Linked DNA regions of Nomascus leucogenys: region 2 is linked to region 1. A link is a contact called in public Hi-C data. All regions are on one chromosome and are shown on one strand. Each heading gives the region's core, a stretch centred on a gene start, on an enhancer-like site or on the middle of the called end of the contact. The rest is flanking DNA. Distances are from core to core; before and after follow the strand shown.

Evidence for each region. Hi-C and Micro-C count contacts between places; a contact is called where the count stands out from the background.
Region 2: a Hi-C map of a lymphoblastoid cell line shows a contact between it and region 1, with 2.7 times the contacts expected there. The contact joins the enhancer-like site here to the promoter of ABHD12 in region 1. A contact is called at or near these places in 2 of 4 Hi-C or Micro-C datasets (a lymphoblastoid cell line and an unstated tissue).

Annotation. Positions count from the first base shown.
Region 1 is chr13:39,750,663-39,753,382 of Asia_NLE_v1, reverse strand. ABHD12 (lysophosphatidylserine lipase ABHD12) reads right to left here and starts at 1,408. Exons shown (of 13, transcript XM_030826581.1): 1 at 927-1,408. The coding sequence starts at 1,117.
Region 2 is chr13:39,844,704-39,847,403 of Asia_NLE_v1, reverse strand. All of the region lies in intron 12 of ABHD12 (lysophosphatidylserine lipase ABHD12), which reads right to left. PYGB (glycogen phosphorylase, brain form) reads left to right here. Exons shown (of 20, transcript XM_030826579.1): 20 at 1-642. Among named protein-coding and RNA genes, the nearest start is that of PYGB, 61 kb to the left of the region's middle. Within about 2 kb of position 1,398, the one cell type or tissue checked has an H3K27ac peak away from gene starts, as active enhancers do. A contact at or near this core is called in a lymphoblastoid cell line, where this site is marked.

The DNA of each region.
Region 1 (2,720 bases), core at 159-2,658:
GTCAGAAATGCTACGTTCTACAAACAGCCAGATAATGAGGAAACCAGCAGATGGGAGGAGAAATGTGTCCCTATGAAACATGTTCCCATCTCAGTTTTGAAAGTGGCTTTATATAAATGCATTCATCTTCTACCCAAAGGGAGAACGCCAATAACCAAACGACTCAGGACTGCAAGGTGATTCCCAAGAAGGTGAACTTGTGCGGACAGATTTCAAGTACCACGAACCACCACCAGCAGAGCGAAGGACAGGTTTCCCTCCGACAGCTGCGATGCTCCGAGTCCCTCCTTCCCCTAGCACCCCGCGGCCCACTGAAGCCCTTCCCCAAAGGTCCCCGAGTTCTAAGTGACGCACGCCCCCGACCGTAGTTACCGGGGAGAGCCGCCAGTAAGGCTCCGCGCACGCAGCCCAGCCCGAGAGGCGCTCGCCCGGGCGCTCGGTGTGGGGCCCGATGCAGAAGAGGAGGAGGTCCGAGTGGGCCCCAGCGCTCTCAGGGTCTGGCGCCGGCCCCTCTGCCTCTCGCCTCTGCTGTGCCTGGCGTCCAGGGATCTCCCAAGGACTCCCCACCCCCTACCCTGCTCTCCCACGCGGGGTCATGACTTCGGGCGGCGCCAAGCCCCCAGCGTAAGGGTCCCCCCCGGCCTCCCTGGGAAACGGTCGGGGTGCAAGGCTAGGCTGGGAGTGCCTGCGACAGGGCGGGAGGAGGACACAGGGGGTCAGGGGCAGGGCAGGACGCTCCCGCCGCGGTGCCTGGGGAAGGGAGCGGGAGTGGGGCCGCTGCGGGCCAAATGCGGGACACAAGCGCGGACGGGGGCGGCTGCGGATCGGGCGGACGGCCACTCTGGGAGGGGCTGGAAGGTACGGGGGCCCCCTGAGGGACGCACCTGCGCCAGATGAGGAGCCCCCAGCTCCGCGCGAAACCTCACCTGCCCAGCGCCCGCTTCATTCCCGCGTCGGCTGCGCAGCGCGGCTCGGCCGCCCCCGGGCCCGTCAGGCGTAGGTTCTGCTTCAGGCGGCAGTCGGCGTCCAGCGCCGCGGCGGCCGAGCCGGAGGAGGACGAGCCCGGGGCGGCGCAGCGCTCATGCTCCAAGGCGACGGGCTCGGTCCGCTTCCTCATGCCGCGGCCGACAGGGCCGGCCGCCGACGGCGCCCGCTGGCCTCGCCCGCTGCCTACGCCGCAGTGCCGCCGCTCACAGCCGCCGCCACCAGGAGCCCGGAGCCCGGAACCCGCCGCTCCTCACATCCCAACCCAGGCCGCGGCGCCGGCTACGAACCGGCGGCGGGGGCCCGCCGGCCAGGCCGGCCAATCAGCGCCGGGCTCCCGCCGGCCCTGCCCTCCACCCACCCCCGGCCCCGCCCCGCCCCGCCCACCTCCTCCCCGGTTCCGAGGAGTGCCCGCCCAGCATCCCCAGCGCCACCCGCAGCCATTTTGTGGGAGGGTGGACGAAGCTGCAGCGGCGCGTCATCTGCAGGGCAGGGCTCTGGGCTCCATCCCGAGGCTGCAGCTGTCCTCGCTCGGGCGCTCGGTGTGAGGAGCACCCGCTCCCGGTCGTGCCCCATTCAGTGGCCCGAAAGGGGTGGCCCAGCGAGCCAGAGCCGCAGCGCTGGGCCCCTCGCGCTTCTGCGAACGGAAACCCAGAGGTAGCAAATCGCAGTTCCGTTCTCGTGATTTTTTTTTTTTTTTTTTTTTTTTTTGAGACGGAGTCTCGCTCTGTCGCCCGGGCTGGAGTGCAGTGGCGCAATCTCGGTTCACTGCAAGCTCCGCCTCCCGGGTTCACGCCATTCTCCTGCCTCAGCCTCTGCAAGTAGCTGGGACTACAGGCGCCCGCCACCACGCCCGGCTAACTTTTTTTGTATTTTTAGTAGAGACGGGTTTCACCGTGGTCTCGATCTCCTGACCTCGTGATCCGCCCGCCTCGGCCTCCCACAGTGCTGGGATTACAAGCGTGAGCCACCGTTCTCGTGATTTTTAATTCTTTTTCCGCATGGACTTTGCCTTTAAAACTATGCTTTCCTGGCCGGGCGCGGTGGCTCACGCTTGTAATCCCAGCACTTTGGGAGGCCGAGGCGGGCGGATCACGAGGTCAGGAGATCGAGACCACGGTGAAACCCCGTCTCTACTAAAAATACAAAAAATTAGCCGGGCGCGGTGGCGGGCGCCTGTAGTCCCAGCTACTCGGAGAGGCTGAGGCAGGAGAATGGCGTGAACCCGGGAGGCGGAGCTTGCAGTGAGCCGAGATAGCGCCACTGCACTCCAGCCTGGGCGACAGAGCAAGACTCCGTCTCAAACAAAAAAAAAAAAAAAAAAAAACTATGCTTTCCGGTCGTCAATTTTTAATTTGAAGCAAATGTATATACTCAGTGTTTACTTTTGGGCCGAACATATGGAAATGAACTGCTTGAAAAATTTACTTTTTACAAACCTGTATTAGATTTTAGATTTTTATAAAGCAATTAAGACTACCTGATGGGAGGAAAATCCATTTCAAAGATAAATTCGCCCTTATGAAACCCAAATTTAGTACTAATTCAACCCATCCTAAAAAGAGAAAAGGAAAGAATAAAGGGCTGTTTCACAAATTTAGTTTTATAACTTTGGCTTTCTTCAATATGGCATTCATTTTATAGATGATCTATAACCAAGAGAGATATTTGCTTACTTATTCCAAAGTAACTTTAGAAATTTCAATATTCGTCACTTTGAAAACTATTGGCAATTG
Region 2 (2,700 bases), core at 149-2,648, 94 kb before region 1:
TGGTCACTTTTGTGCTTGAGGAGGCCCATTTTCTGCCTGGCAGGGGGCAGGTCTGTGCCCTCCTGCCGACTCCCGCTGTGTCCTGAGGTGCATTTCCTGTTGTACACACAAGGGCCAGGGTCCATTCTCCCTCCCTTTCCACTGGTGCCACAGCCTGGAAAAAGGACCAGGGGTCCCGGAGGAACCCGTTTGTGCTCTGCTTGAACAGCAGGCCTGGCACTGGGAGGTGGGGGTGAGCCCCTCACAGCCTTGCCCCTCCCCAAGGCTGGCAACCTGCCTCCCATTGCCCAAGGGAGAGGGCAGGGAACAGGCTACTGTCCTTCCCTGTGGAATTGCCGAGAAATCTAGCACCTTGCATGTTGGATCTGGGCTGCGGGAGGCTCTTTTTCACCCTGGCCTCCAGTGCCCACCAGGAGGATCTGTGCACGGTGCACAGCCCACCAGAGCACTACAGCCTTTTATTGAGTGGGGCAAGTGCTGGGCTGTGGTCGTGCCCTGACAGCATCTGCCCCAGGCAGCGGCTCTGGAGGCCATACTCCCCGAGTTGGCCACTGGGGCCACCACCCTGACCACCACTGTGCCCCTCATTGTTACTGCCTTGTGAGATAAACTGATTAAACCTTTGTGGCTGTGGTTGGCTGATGTGGGGTCTATGTTTCGCTAACTGCAGGTGGTGGTGTAAGGCTGTGGGAAGCAGAGAACACAGGCCTGAGGCCCAGGGTGGTGCCAGTGCAGGGATGAGACCTGCAAGTGGGCCACAGGTCCCACCTCTGAAACTAGAGCTGAATTACACCCCATCATTCTGGGATTGAGGGCAGAAAAGTTTGCATCTCCACTAGGTGTGGGACCTGGGGCCATGTGTGCCTGAACAGCTAGTTTTTGTTTGTTTGTTTGTTTTGAGATGGAGTTTTGCTTTTGTTGCCCAGGCTGGAGTGCAATGGCGTGGTCTTGGCTCACTGCAATCTCCGCCTCCCGGGTTCAAGCAATTCTCCTGCCTCAGCCTCCGGAGTAGCTGGGATTACAGGCGCCCACCACCACACCCGGCTAATTTCCATGTTTGCCAGGCTGGTCTCAAACTCCTGACCTCAGGTGATCTGCCCACCTCAGCCTCCCAAAGTGCTGGGATTACAGTTGTGAACCACTGTTCCTGGCCAAGCTAGCTATTTTCTAAAAATCCTATCAAATCCAGCCATTACTAAACATGCTATCTGGGGATAAGAAACACACCTTTCTGGTGTGACTTGTGCTGGTCCCTTTGCACCTGCAGCTTTTGTCTCCCACTCCTGGCCCTGGGGACCAAAACACTGCCCCTCAATTGTACAGTTGCAGATTAAGAAATCAGGAGAAACGAGCCTAGGGCTCAGTGCAACCTTGAAGACCCAAGAACTGGGATGCTGGAGTGCCATGGGCCTCCTTGGCCTCAGTCCTAGTCATGCAGGGGTTGGTGCTGCCAGGTTGTCCTCATCCCCGCACCCACTGTGCACCTGGGTGGGCGGCACCAAGATGGTGCCCTGGGAGTCTCTGCCTCCCCAGGTCTGTGGGGTTCTCTCCCAGGGATTAGTTGCTTGGACGACTGAGCTCAGCACCCTGGGTAGGGCACTTGGGTGTAATGAGCTGACAGGTGATGGAGCAGCTGCCACACAGAAGCTGCCTTTCTTGCTCTTACCTGCATCTGTCAGTTTTGTAAAAAACTAGCTTGGCCTAGTGCAATGGCTCATGCCTATAATCCCAGCACTTTGAGAGGCCAAGGCAGGAGGATTGCTCAGGAGTTCGAGACCAGCCTGGGCAACATGGAAAACCCCATCTTTACAAAACATACAAGAATTAGCTGGGCATGGTGGCACGTGCCTGTAGTCCCACCTACTTGGGAGGCTGAGGTGGGAGAACTGCTTGAGCCCAGGAGGTGGAAGTTGCTGTGACCTATGATTGTGCCACTGCACTCCAGCCTGGGCAACAGAGTGAGACTGTCTCAAAAAAACCCACCAGGAGCTTGTATTTTTAGTTTGGATCCTTGGCTGGGGGACTGAGGCAAGATACAAAGTAGCTTACACAGACAAAAAAATGAGGAAAAGATGAAGGCCAGCCCAGGTAGAGCAGGTCGCCTCTGCTTCGTGGTCAGGAGCCGCAGTGTGCGACAAGGCCAGGAGAGCAGCCTCGGGCTCTGTGCTGGAGTAAACCTGTGTCCTAAAGAAGGGGCTGCCTGGCTCCCCTAGGGGTTCCTATAGTCTTGCAAAGACACTCTGGGTCCCCGGCTCAGATCCCAACCCTGGGGCAGGTGGTGTCTCTGGGGCCATGGGTGGGCAGAACAGAAATGACACCGATTAGGGACCAGGAGCCGGCGCAGACCCTGGCCAGGAGGGGGGCCAGTGTTCTCATGAACTGACCTCAGAAGTAATGTAATGTCTACTCAGCTGCTCCCCTGCTTAGGAAAAGTGTTCTCTAGATCTGAGAACTGCTGTAGGTAGCTCAGGGTACCCCAGCGAAGGAGGAGTGTAACTGCAAGGACCTCTGGGCTCCCTGCCAGCGCACAGCAGTTGCTGGGACTGCAACTTGGAAAAAGGGGCGAGCAGGTGAACAAAACTTCCTACTCCTGGCAAATTTCTGAGCTGCTGGGACTAGAAAATTTCATAGCCTGAGGCTGAGTCATGGAGTGGCTCCAAAGCAGCTAGAGGCTTTAGGCTCTGGGCTCTGAGCCTGGCT